Regions from separate parts of the Gossypium hirsutum genome. Here region 1 is linked to region 2. The links are chromatin contacts, called in public Hi-C maps. All regions are on one chromosome and are shown on one strand. Each heading gives the region's core, a stretch centred on a gene start, on an enhancer-like site or on the middle of the called end of the contact. The rest is flanking DNA. Distances are from core to core; before and after follow the strand shown. Region 1 holds the start of LOC107897290 (cytochrome c oxidase assembly protein COX11, mitochondrial). Region 2 has its middle 7.0 kb from the start of LOC107897318.

The links. Hi-C and Micro-C count contacts between places; a contact is called where the count stands out from the background.
Region 1: a contact with region 2 is called in a Hi-C map of leaf, with 2.7 times the contacts expected there. The contact joins the promoter of LOC107897290 here to the enhancer-like site in region 2. A contact is called at or near these places in 12 of 34 Hi-C or Micro-C datasets (callus, hypocotyl, leaf and 1 more).

What each region holds. Positions count from the first base shown.
Region 1 is chrA11:48,246,876-48,254,025 of Gossypium_hirsutum_v2.1, reverse strand. LOC107897290 (cytochrome c oxidase assembly protein COX11, mitochondrial) reads right to left here and starts at 5,246. Exons shown (of 8, transcript XM_016822687.2): 1 at 4,834-5,246; 2 at 4,190-4,291; 3 at 3,540-3,888; 4 at 3,378-3,430; 5 at 2,513-2,585; 6 at 2,324-2,428; 7 at 1,163-1,243; 8 at 705-1,093. The coding sequence starts at 4,269. The coding sequence ends at 992.
Region 2 is chrA11:48,076,632-48,083,832 of Gossypium_hirsutum_v2.1, reverse strand. No RefSeq gene overlaps it. Among protein-coding and RNA genes, the nearest start is that of LOC107897318, 7.0 kb to the left of the region's middle. Within about 2 kb of position 5,147, at least 6 of the 9 cell types and tissues checked have an H3K27ac peak or open chromatin away from gene starts, as enhancers often do. A contact at or near this core is called in hypocotyl and leaf, where this site is marked.

The DNA of each region.
Region 1 (7,150 bases), core at 3,997-6,496, 170 kb before region 2:
AAAAAAATAGAATTATGAGGAAATCGACAGAAACCAACAACAAATCTAGGCTTGATGTATTGCTCCTTTGTCTAATGAGGCAAAGCATTCATCACTTACACTCAGTGGATAGAAGAGCATTGGCTTATTATACAAAAAGATTCAGAAGCAGATGATACCATAGTTGAATTTGAAGTTAAATACAGATTCTTCTAATAAAAGAGGAAGTGGATGAAGATTTTGCAAGGCTTAGGCTGCCTTTTTTTTCTTTTTCTTTTAAAGTTACACTTGGGATAGGGTTCCCGTCTTCCACAGTTAATAGAAATATTATTCCTTGTACAGAAATGAATTGGTTTAGTATTGTTATATATGGTATCAACAACTTCATCACACTAACTTACAAGTGTTAAAACATTAGATATAAAATAAAAAATTATTATTATAAATTTAAACTTACTACGAATGAAAAACATTTTCTTTATTGTTGTCGCAAACAAATCATATAAATCACTAAATATTAGCAATTAAAATTAGTTTATTACTAACTCATATATTAAAACCTACCATTTTTAGTTAATTTGATTATGTTCATTTTTTTCCTTTTCAATGCACAAGATCTCTTGAATTATATCAAGAGATTACGATGAATATGCTCATGTATGTACTTGGTATGATTGAAAACTCACAACGACCAACGCAGACAAACAGTGATAGGAACTCCATAGTAGATAAAACACATACGGACAGTGACATCGCATTTACTCCATACTAGAACAGCCAAGGATTTTACACAAGTTCTGCACTTCCTTGGTATGAAGAGGGAGGAGCCTGGTACAAAAATAGACTGTTTCCACCATAAAGAGGTGAAAGGAGACTAATAACAAAATAATTCCGACAAAAGAATGTTTCTTCTCCCTCTTCTCCGAGTATATGAAAATGGGATCCTAACCAATAGTTTTTATTCTCATGTGAATGATATTCTATTTTCACTATGAATTTATATATCCCCCTTCTATTCTTCGGAAACCTTGAAAAAAGTATATGATAAAATCAGGTTGTTTATACCATCCATTCGGGCATCTGTGTCAAACTCAGGATCTATGTAGAAGAAAACCTGCAAGAAAGTACAGGTTAGTTGACAATCACCAACTAGTTTTGCCTTTTCAACAGTAAAAAGGCTTACAGGCATGTCAATCTGCTCTCCAGGAAGAAGACGCTGCTCCTCAAAGCAAAAGCACTGGATTTTATTGAAATAAACAGCAGCCTGAAGAGGAACACGAACAAGCAAGAAACCGAGTCAAAGCTTTAAGGCTTGTGATATGATAATGACAAACATTACCAGTAAGTTAATGTGTTCCAATGTAATCAATTTTTTCGCCCTAAAGGTTTTTTTGCTTCCACTTTCTAGCTTATCATCTCATAAGAAGCTCATTGTATTTCACCTAATGTTTCTTTGGTCATCCAATTTGTAGAAAAGGATAATCAAACTATGTAAAATAAAAAATAAAAAAATTAGAGGATAAAGAAAGCCAAGTATTGGTACAAACATATGAAAACAACTGCGTGGTTCGAAAGTGAGCTTTAACCTGCCTCACGGGCCATCTTCAGGATTGGAATTCTATCTTAGCTATTGGATACTTTAGGCCTATCTTACATAAATATTATTTCCTTTGTTGCTTGCAAAAGGAAAATTAAAACAAGAGTTGATTGCAATAATTTTATCTCAAACTTGAAGATACCCTCATTAAGAAATATTCCGATTAAATTAACAGTTGTAATACAGATTCTTCCTGGCTAAGACCATTAGAAAAACAATATTGCAGATTCTCCTATTGTGACACCTAGAAGCCCCAATGGCAAACTATAAATATAAAATAATGATACCGGAAACCTTCAAACATGCTTTATAAGAGATTAGGCATAGACTCATGCGGGTTCCACTGAAAAATTCCAGAAATAAATTTAGACACGGAGTGAGAAAGAGAAAAGGAAGTGTATGTCATGGAATCTATGACATGCACAAGAGGAAAAATGAGTAGCAGAGCTCAGCAGACAATTTTCTCAATCCAAACTAGAAATGTAGTAACAAGGATATGACACAGAATAAATTATTTGAACAATAATATTGAAAGGAAGACTACTAAATCATGTACATAATTCAAGCCTAAACAGCACAAGTCAAACCTAAGCTAGCAAGAAATGGTTAAAAAGCCTAATGGCTCACACAACCAAATAACGTTTGAGAGGTTGACAAAGATCTAAACAAACACCAATAACTTAACTTTAGAAATAACAAATTTCAAAGATCCAAATTTCATAATGGAGCATGAGAAAGTATCAGTACCTTCATAGGGGTGACGTTATAAGTAGAGACACCAGTTATGGGTTTTGAACTTCGGTTTTCAGCAGTATAAAAAGCAAGAGCACTTTCTCCAGGCTTGACTCTCACCTAGCAGAAAAATAAAAAAAATAAGAAAATAATTGATAAAAGCACCACTCTACAGTGCCCCAAAACAACAGAGAAGTTAAGAACCTGTCTTTGAGTTGGAACAAATTTCCAGGGCATTCCGTCCGCCACATCAGCATTGAATTGCACTACTATCTCCCTAAAAGGATAAGAGAAAATTTCTCAAACAAAGGCATAGAAGTACAAGAAAGATCATATCGTGATGCAAGTCTAACAGCTTCATAATAGCATCTTTAGAAATGCATGAATTGAATTGAATCAAACTGGCTGATGTGAAGTGATGAATGATACCAAAATTTACCACCTCACTCCTATTTGTTACCCTCTTGTAAAAAAGTCGCATCTGTATAAAGAGTATAATCAGAAGGGAGTGATACCCTGCAATCTGTCTTATGACACCTTTTATGGTTTTGCCTCATAAAACATCCCATTCCCCTCTTGATTTGTTTCAGAAATAACATACTAAGACCATTATTGGTTTAAGTTGTTTCCCCATCATACTCAAATGTTTCTTGCAACAAACAAGTTTCAACGTTTTCCCATCATTTTTCTAATAAGAAGAATGGTAACCGGTTTCTCATTGAGGGAATGAATAGAAGTTAGAATAAAGCCTTATCACTCTCATAGGAACTCGTTTCTGTCCCATTCTTCCACAAATCTCACTTTAAAAACAATAATAATAATAATAAATAATCATGATTACAACTAACCAAAGAAACATATACATATCTAAGCAGAAAATGTCAAAAAGTAGAACTGAGAATGTTACAAGCAGAAACAAACCCCAGAACCAGGTTCAACACATAAAACAGTACAAAAACTAAGCATTGAAATAGAATCACAATAAAATTAACAGAAAGGACATTATGATGATAATCATGAAAAATATAGATAAACATAAGCTCTTACATCCAAAGCCTAGAAAGTGCACCTTGTTGCTACTGTCCCATCTTTTTCATGCCGAGCAATCTTTTCTTCAACACTCTAAAGAAAACAAGTATATGTTCTGGTTGAAAACCAATAGAAAAAAAGAAAAGAAAAGCCTGAAAATAGTAAAAGGATAGGATAAAAAATAGCACAAACTCAGCTTCACCTCACGTCGTTGGACAGTACCACCATACCCAGTAGCCTGGCAGAATCTTCGGTATAGTGGGACGGCAGCGTAACTACTTCCCACCATTGCAAACACTAATGCAGTAAGATACAAAAGAGTCTTTTTGGATTTCTGCTCAGTGGAAGCATGGGATGCATGAGAAGCATAGTGGCGCTGACTGCTAAAGGAAGATAATCTCACTAAACATCGAGAACCATAAGGATGGAAATCAAAAGACCTTGTTAGAGGCTTTGTGCTAAATTCCCATCTTGGCATCAGACCATTGTTGCCACACCCAGAAGAAGCTTTAAAGAACTTGTAACTCGAATATAAAGAATCAGGAAGAAACCTGGAGCACCAAAAAATGTTCACTCGGGTAATACACTTCTTAGAATAGCATGCTTGCATTAAGGTTGGGACTTGGGAGAAATATGAAATGGAAAAGAAAAAATTTTTGAACTCTGGATGTATCCAAATTTCAGAGAATTACCCTTTAAAGGCTAAAGCAAGACTGTGAAAGAATAATTTAGATTATTAGGCTTTTACAACCAAGCATAAATACCTGTGTCTTAGTTCTTCAAGTAAAAGTTCCAAATGGCACAAGCAAAATTAAAAGGCCCAAATTTGTATATTGGTAACATGGTGATTACCTTGATTCCTGTGACAAAATCCGTAGATTATTCGAGTGATTCAAGAGAGAAATTCTACTTGAAATTCTTGACCATGACATGATGTTAGGCACCTATGTGTCACTGCAAGTGCAGCAGCAAAAAAGAAAGAAATGAACATTGAACAATAAATTCTACTAGAAAATCTTGACCATGACATTATGTTAGGCACCTATAGCAATTGAATTCGAATTTCAGTTTGGTTATAACAAGTTACAATAAAATCAAACCAAATCAGAAATGATAAAAGGAAGTCTATATATATTCATTATAATCAAACACAAGAATGGCTTTCTTTAACAAAAAAGTTTCCCAATGAAAAATTTTTAAAACAAAGAAATTAGATATAACAAATACCAATAACTTTTCCACACCATATATATATATAGCAGACTAAAGGCAAACAATAGTCTACCAGTTCCAAATTCGAAGGAGCAAAGCAGTGTTTCACATAAAAGAAACATATGATATGGTAGCCACTATCAAACTAATCAAAAGCATAGACTAATTTACTCAAAAAGGACCAAATTTTGAGCAGGAACGAGTCGAATAAAAGTAACCCATATCAGAACTATGGACATAAAGCTTGAAATAAAATGATGAAATTAATAACGAGAGCTTTATACCTTGGAAAGGGTATTAGCCAAAACTGAGGATGGAATCCCAAATTAGTAATTGTAGCGTCTTCTCCTCGGTTTCAGCCTTGGAGCTTCTGGAAAAGTTGGAAGCTTGAAAGCGTGGGTAGCTGAAAGAAAGGAGCCGCTTTAGCCTTCACAGGAAGCGAGACGAGAGCAAAGGGAAAAATAAAACTAAACAATAGGGTTTGTCAAAGGGTTGGTCAGGATAGAAGCATGAAAAAGAGTGAGAAGGTTGGAAGGAAATGGGAAGAAGAATGAAAAAAAGAAGATGCTTCAGACGTGAGAATGAAAAAGAGAGAGAGGTTGGAAGGAAATGGGAAGAATGAAAAAAAGAAGTTGCTTCAGACGTGAGAATGAAAAAGAGGGAGAAGGGTAAAGTTGAAATCACACACGCTGAATGGGTAAACGGCAGTTTTGCCTTGAATAAGGCTGTATGGAATAGGGCTGCAATAGCCCATTACAGCCAACCAAATAATGGAATAGGGATGGGCAACTCAATTCAGCTCTAATGGTTTAGCATTATAGCTAACCAAACATACTGTAAACGAATAACATTCTAAATAAAAAAATATTTTATTAATTATCATAAAATCTAATTAATATATGATTGATAATTAATATTGTTTCAAATTCTTAGGGATTAAATTTAGGAGTTTTATTCTCTTTCCTTATTTACACTATACAAACTTGTATATAAATAGGCTCACTCAAGAAATGAAATATAAGTACCTTTTCATTAATCTATTTTTTTCTTGTTTGCATTCTTCTCTTTGTATTCATCAACATGGTATCAAAGCCACTTGGCTCTATTCAATGAGTTCGTGTTTGTTGTTTGGAACACGAATCATTAGGGTATTTTGTTGTTTCCACTAGCACAGGAAGGTACGCCACTAGCTCGACAACTAAACTGCTAATTCCGGTGTCCAAGGGGTCCGCATGTAAGCACCATGCGCCGCCAAAAGATCCAAGTACTCTCTTCACGTGCGGACGCATGTGGGCATGTGGGGCAGTGTTAGGCCACGGCTTCCGTCTCCAACATCGACTTCTTGGTCCAATTATAGCCCGATGGTCTAATGCTTGATCAATTGAAGATCCGTGGGTCTTTTTATTTTTATTTTTATTTTTTAAGGTTTCACATTGTTTGGGTACTATTCACGAGCATTGTTTGGATACTGCTCAATACTGTTTGAGTACTACTCAGGTATTGTTTTGGACCATTTTTAGTGTTTCCTTTTGTTGGTTTTGCTACCTTCCGTCTTATTGTGGCTCCTTTTGCTTCATTTATGGATTCAGCTAAATCTAATGCATGTTTTATTTTCTTCATTCAAATTGGTCATCAATCAGAATCTACATATCATGACAGGTAATCCCAATCCTTCTCTACCTTTCAATCACAAGATTCACCTTCTCTTATTGTTAATGCTAATGGAATCACTTATAAAGTTGTTGGTTCTGAAAGTACTAACGTAATTTCATTTATCACCTTATCATCAGTATTAAATTTACCTAAACTCACCTTTAATTTAATCTCAGTCAGTAAACTTAACCGTGACCTAAAATGCACCATCTCATTTTTTCCACCATTGTCTTTTGCAGGATCTTGTGACGAAACGCACTATTGGTAAAGGACATGCATTTGATGGTCTTTGTATTTTCGACTCGTGGGTTCCTTGATTCGTTACTTGTCCTAATGTTCTCTATCCGATCAAAGCACATTGTCAATTGGGACATCCTTCTCTTTCTTTGTTGAAGAAGTTATGTCCACAATTTCAAAACCTACCTTTGTTAGAATGTGAAGCATGTCACTTTGTGAAGCATCGACGGAGCCCCTTAAGCCCGAGATCTAACAAATGATCTAATTCCAGTTTTGAATTAGTACACTCAAATGTTTGGGGACCATATTCGGTAGAATTTAAACCTAGATTCTAGTATTTTGTTACGTTTGTGGATGATTATTCTCCAATAACATGGATATATTTTATGAAAAATCACTCAGGGGTGGATATATTTTATGAAAAATCAGTCAGAGGTGTTTTTTCATTTTCGGACTTTTTGTGCTAAGATAAGAATTCAGTTTGGTGTGCCTATCCAAATTTTGCGCAAAGATAATGCTAAAGAATGCTTTTCCAAATCTTACAAAGCCTTTATGATCCAAAATGGGATTTTTCATCAATCCTCGTGTTGACACGCCATCTCATAATGGGGTAGCTGAACGGAAAAACAGGCATCTCCTAGAGACAATTAGAGTTCTTTTATTTCAAACAAAAATTCCTAAATAATTTTGGACTGATGCTATTTCAACAAC
Region 2 (7,201 bases), core at 3,898-6,397:
CTGTTGATGGTGTGGTTTCATGGGCATTTTTGGAAAGTGAACAAGGTTTCTTATTAGATCTTCTCCGAAAGCTATTCCCCGTTAAGGGAGGAGACAGCTATCCAAAGAAGAGATGATATTTCAGAGGAAAAGTGGATGGAAATTCTTCAAAACCTTAAGGAGGAGGACATAGAGTGGAGAGCTTTTTGGATGGTTCCTAATGAGATCCTGTATCGATGTGGGAACTTTGATTGGGTACCATTGTCAGGAATTTGGGGAGCCACTGGATATACTCTTTTACTGGCATTAAGGAACTATAAATCAAGGCAGTTTGTACTCACGACTTACGGGCTTGCTCAGTGTGAATTCCCGTATAAAGGTGACCATTATAAGAGGAAGATTCGGGAACTATCCGATGCTTGGAGGTAAACTTACTAGATGAAGAGGTTGGCTGTTGGTTCCATGGTGACACCTGAATATAATGGATGGTTTAGGAAAAAGAGTTAATGATAATATTCCTAGACCAAGCTTAGAAGGCACCCGACCAGTGGAGGAACAATTACAAGTTGCCCCATCAGAGTTGGAAATTATAAAGCAAGACTTTGAGGAGAAGAGTTCTGAGTTTGGGAAGAAGATCGAGCAGTTGGAGGAAGAAAAAATGCACCTAAATTTGGATGTGGAGGTTCAGAATTCAGAGGCAGAAAAATTACGGAAAAGGAAGAATGAAGTTGAGAAAGATTTAGAAAGTTTAAAAATAGATTATAAGAAGCTACGCCAATCAATGAGGACTGCTGGATTAGGAAAGACTTCGAAACAATGGCACCAAGAAGTTCGAGAAGAAAGGACTAAGGCAGATCAACGGGAAAAGAAGTTCTAGGAGGCTCAAGCATAGAATGAGGCATTAGAGAAAAGTTTGTCAGAGAGTAAAAATGAACAAGACGAATTAAGGGCTAGAGTAGCGGAATTGGAGAGATCTCTATGTTTGTATCGGAATCGCAATTCTGTGATGGAGTTGAGAGTAAGCTTAAGCAAGATCGAAGAGATGAAAGGGAAAATAGAAGAATTAGAGACGGCATTGCAAAGTTGTGAAATGAGGATCGAGTTCTTGGAGGCAAATGAGAAGCAATGGAAGAGTTGGCTTCATCACTCTCAGGACCAAGTTAGAAGCAAGAATTACATCATGGGAGAAACTGTAACACAAATTCGAGAAGTGGCTGATTACTTGCAGTCTTTGGTGGTAAAAGCAGGCGTATTAAGCGTGAAGTATGAGTTAGAGTCAGAAAAAGGACAGGAACTAGCTTCATTTCTTAGGAAAGTTAAGGCTCTGAGCATTAGGGCGAAGTCTTATTTGTAACTCAGTTTTATGTAAAGAATTTTATTTTCTAGTAAAGTTTTCTAAATGGAATTAATCAGAATTAATGTCTCCTTTTCATTTATGCACTTGCATTACATTACATCATATGTATTAAAGATCCTAACAAGATTTTAATTAATTAAAAATTATTTCAGTAATCTGGAAACCAACAAAAACACACCAAATACGCATCCCTACGGTACAAGGGAAAAGACTAAGTCAATAGACAAAAGACTGAAAAAGTTAGAGCAAATGCAAAAGGATATGCAAGAGCAAATGTAGTCACAGATGCAAGAGCAGCTAGCTAAGATTCAACAAGAGATGAAAGAACAAATGATGGAGTCTCAAAAGGAGATGATGAGTCAGTTGTCCCAATTGCTGATGAGAAGAGTGGATAAGGGAAAATGTCATATGGATAATGTGGTAGAAAATAATGAAGACCCTCAGTATCCTCCTGGCTTCACTCCTACACATGTGTAGACACAACCTGAGATTAATTTCCAAAAACCATCTATTACGATCAGGCCTCAGTAGTTTTAGGCTGGAGTTTCAATACCAATGAATTTTCAAGCTGGCTCAGGTGTTAATCCTGGTAATAACTCGAGTAATCCAATGGTGCCTAATTTGGATGAAGTTGCGAAAGAGGAAAGGGCAAGGACAGAACCACAGAAACAGTTGGAGGAGCGATGTAAATTGCTGGAGGAAAAGGTCAAGGGAATGGAAGGCATTGATAGACACCCTGGAGTTGATGCAAAAGATCTGAGTTTGGTCCCAGACTTGGTACTGCCATACAAGTTCAAGATGCCAGAATTCAAGAAATACAATGGAACGAGCTATCCTGAAGCTCATATCACTATGTTTTGTAGAAGAATAACTGGATATGTTAATAACAATCAACTGTTTATTCATTGCTTCCAAGACAGTTTGATGGGAGTAGCAGCTAAATGGTACAATCAGTTGAGTCGAAATAGAATTGGTTCCTAGAGAGATTTGGCACAAGCATTCATGAAGCAGTATAGTCATGTAACAAATATAACTCCTGATAGAATTACTCTGTAGAATATGAAGAAGAAACCAAACGAAAGTTTTAAGCAGTATGCACAGAGATGGAGAGAAGTGGCTATCCAGGTTTAGCCGCTACTTTTGGAAAAGGAAACTACAATGCTCTTTATTAATACCTTAAAAGCTCCGTTCATAACTCACATGTTAAGAAGTGCTACAAGGAGCTCTGTGGATGTGGTCATGATAGGAGAAATGATTGAGAATACCATAAGAAATGGAAGGATAGATGTAGGAGAAAGTGCTAAAATGTCTGTGCCACGGAAAAAGGAGAATGAAGTGAACAATACAAATGTGGGGTATTCAAAGTCTGTTACTGTAAGTCAGCCAAAGGCCATAATTGCTGGTCAGGGTTCATCAAGGCAGGAATCTGAAGCAAGGTAAAACAATGACAAGCTACAATTTACACCAATCCCCATGACGTTTAAAGAGTTATATCAAAGTTTGTTCGATGCACTTGTGGTGGCACCTTTTTATCTAAAGCTATTACAGCCTCCGTTTCCTAAATGGTATGATGCAAATGCTCATTGTGAGTATCATACAGGGATTGTAGGACATTCGATAGAAAATTGTACTACTTTTAAGAAGCTGGTTGAGAGATTTATTCAGATGGGTATTGTAAAGCTCGATAATGCGCCCAGTACAGAAAATCCACTACCTAGTCATACTGATGGTGGGATAAATGCGATAGATGGAGATATTGGAAAAAGAACCAAGATAGATGTTTCAGAAGTGAAAACTTATTTGAAACTGGTTTGGAAGGAAATGGCAAGAAGAGGATTAGCTACTTCAAATACAAAAGGAAGAGATGATGGGATAGAGAATTATTGTGAATTCCATCATAAAGTGGGACACATAATTCAAGAATGTGAGGAGTTCAGATCTGTTATCCAGGGCCTGATGGACAGCAAGGAAATAGAGTTTTATAAAGAGGTTACGGAGGTAGAATATATATGCGCGTAGTAAGGGAATTCCTCCGTAGTAAGGGAATTCCTCAATCGAATACTGATCCACTGTATACAACTTCGAGAAATACTAAACTGCATGAAACTTGAGAGTGTTGCTATCATAACACCAACTCATATCATCAATCACTAGCCTCTCGATTCTGTGCTGTTTCCTTTATTTCATAGTTCGGCTATGAAAGTATTTAGTATTTCTATCCCCATTAGAAAGCCACTCACTTCTTGATTTTTGAAACCATAGTAATTCCTCTTGGTTTAAAAAATTCTCAATTTCATGGTGTACCTCTGCTTTTCTACTTCTATGTCTCACAGAATCCCTCCATTTTAGAGCCTTTTGAATATAGTCAAGCTCCATCATGGCCTTACGCTTTCTAACAAAGATATTACCAATAACATTTCTATTCCAAACATGGATCAGGTGAGTGAATTTGTCCAAATTTGTAGTAATACCTTCTTAGCTCTTAAGATTCTCCCACCACATTTTAAAAATCTGGATGTAAAAGCTAGCTAGCTAGGAAGTGAAATAGTCTTACTCCATTATTAGTCTTTGTTGAAGATTCTGAGACAACAAAAGGTTGATGGTCTGATTTTAGTTTATACAAATGGCGAACAATGGTGTTAGGCGCAAAGGAATGCCAAAAATCATTACAAAGAGATCTATCCAGTCTCTTAAATAAATTGCCTCTATTCCATGTAAAATAAGGTCCCTGAAATCTCAAATCATATAAACCATTATCAAAGACAAAGGATCTGAAATGGCTACAACTATTTTTTCGCATATTAGACTCTCATTTCTGCTCATGACCCCTTAAGATAGCATTAAAATCTCCCGCAATCAACCAAAGTTCTTGCACTATAGTCGAGATTTGACTTAGTTTAACCCATAATTGAGCCCTTGAACTGCGATGAAGGCTAGCATAAATAGTAGAAAAAAAAAAGAGATATGCATATAAACAAACTAAGAGTGAAGATTCAAAATTTCCACACCAAAATCATCATTCCAGAGAATCCACAAACCTCCCACGGAACTAGAAGCTTCCACTCTGAATGAATTATCAAAACCAAATTTTGCGATAACTATATCCACCTTACATCCACTTATCCTAGTTTCGAAAATAGCAACAATATTTGGCCGAACCTCATTCTTATATTTCTTCATGAAACTATGAAAGCAGGGGTGACCACACCCTTGAGCATTCCAAAAAAATAAATGTAAGTCTGGAACCATCACCCACAAAATAAAAAAAAAATTGTAAAAAAAATATCTATCATCTCAGGAATTCACAACATTTATAGAAGGCCTAGTCTTTGACCCAATCACATAAGAAATTCCTCCTTTCATACTAGTGTCTTTTTCGACCTCTTTCGACAATCCATGTATAATTTCCTCCATGGCTGCTACTATCGGAACAATTGAAAAATCATCAACAAAATCAATAATCCAAGTACATCTCTCTCTTTCGCCAGAAGCTTTGTTAATAACCTCCATCGATCTTTGACCAAAGTTTTCCCCCAAATTCCAGTTCACAATTGCATTATAATTTCAGCTTTGTATCTCTAAATCTATTGAACTACCTGGTTTGTTCACAATTTTGATGGCAACATTTCTATTAGAATTTAAGACAAACCTTGTTGATTATAATTGGAAAGAATCCAAATCCTTTTCTAAAACCACAGGCCCCATATTTGATCTATCATCAAAAGGATTACTTTTCTACCCAGCAGAACCCATTTTATTAAAAGGCTTGAGGATATTAGAGTTGGCTTTAGCCCACCACCTATTCAGACCTCTTTCCCTTTTGCTTTAGTAAACCCACTACTTGAACCTCTAGGTTTATTAGCCACTCCTGCCTTATCGGACTTCTTAACCATCTTGGTAGCCTCCAAATCTTCTTCTCTTAAACTCACGTCTCCAATCTTGCCTTCTAGACCACCAAAATTGTAACAGCCCAATTAAGATCCTAAACAGAACAGTGGTTTCGGGACCATGAATTCGAGTCAAAAAATATTTAAAAATTATTTTCTGTGTTTATTTTGTGTGAATTTATATCTTTGAAATTTTCGTGATTTAATTTGATCATTTAGGTGTTCGATTAAATAAAAGGACTCAATCGCGTAAGATAAAAATTTAGTGGTTAAATGTGAAAGTACTTAATTGCTATTGTCTTTATTAATGGAAACACCTATAATGCAAATACACCTTTACATACTTGCATGGACACATTCGGCTATTAGAAAGCAATTTATACATAATAATAAGTAAGGGTAAAATAGTAACTTATGTAATAAAATGTTATAATATAAAGTATATTATAAAATAATAAGACAAATCATAATGTGTTCATACTTTCTACTAGCCGAATATCAAAATAACCAAAGAAAAAGAAAAAGAAATAGGGTTCGGCCATCTTGCAAGCTAAATTCAAGATCAAGAAATAAAGAAATAGGATTTGGACCGGGGAAAAACGAAAGTTGTCGACTAGCAGCCCCGTCCCATTTTACGACATCCGAGGTAAGTTTATAAGCAAAAAGACTTGTTTATTTGGTAATTAAATGTTATATTTATATGCTGTTATGAAATGTAGAATTTTAATATGCTATGGCCGAAAATGATTAAATTTGACTACTACACTTCCGAGTTCGATTCGACCGAGTTATGACGTTCGAAAGCCCCGTATGAACCTTAGGAATAGTTAGGATACATATGTCATGACACAGGATTTCAATATATGTGTGCGAGTAAGACCATGGCATCGATATGTGATTCCGATATGTGTTTACGAGTAAGACCCTATCTGGGACAGTGACATCGATATGTGGTTACATGTAAGACTACGTCTGGGACGTTGGCATTGTACGATTTATGTGATTAACCAAGTGTCCTATCCAACTCCGAATGGTTCATCGGGCAAAGATAAGTTGTATTCGAGTGTGTAAAACGAGCTAAATGACCAGGTATGAATTAGCTTGAGGTTTATTTAAAATAAGGTAAGTGTGTAAATTGATACTCATTACAAATTGTGTGTACTACAAATGAGGATTATTTGTGAACTAGGTATGGGTATTTAACCTTGTGAAAATTATTGGAATGAGTATTAATTATATGTATGGGAATTTATGTATTTGGTCACATAATCAATGCATGTATATGAAATTATATGGTAACACATGAACTTATGTAATTGAGTGTATGTGAATTAGATTTGTAATGATTATTTGGCTTTGGAAAATTGAATGCTAATATGTTAGTTTGACTATATAGACATTCGGTTAGGTGATATTTATAATGAATATATATATGTATATATATACAATATAAATTTATATGCGTTTGAATCTAAATGTGTTATGATAATATAATTTGGTTTAGTTAAATTAAGTTGATAATATCTTTGGGTTGATTATTTGCTTATGACTTACTAAGCTATAAAAAGCTTACTTGTGTATATGTGTATTTATATTTTATAGATTTTGGATCAAGTTACAAGCTCGGGGACTGTCAGCAAAGTTCATCACACTATCTACTGTTTTAGTACCTTTTAGCTAAACTTAAATTATGGCATGTATAGGCTAAAATGGGTTTTGAAATATTAGATTTTGGTTTTGTATATAATGAGCCATGTGAAAATGGCTAAGTTATTATAGTAGAATTTGAATTATGTTAGTTACGGTTTAGATTAATTTTGGTTAACAGGTTGTGCGCCACAAAGGTAAGATATATGCGGTAAGCAATATTTATTTGTGAATGGCATGCTAAATATGTCTGAATTTGACATGTTAATAGTTGTGAGGAAGAAAAAAAAATGGAATGCTGCATGAATCAAAGTGTTAGGTAGTTATGTTC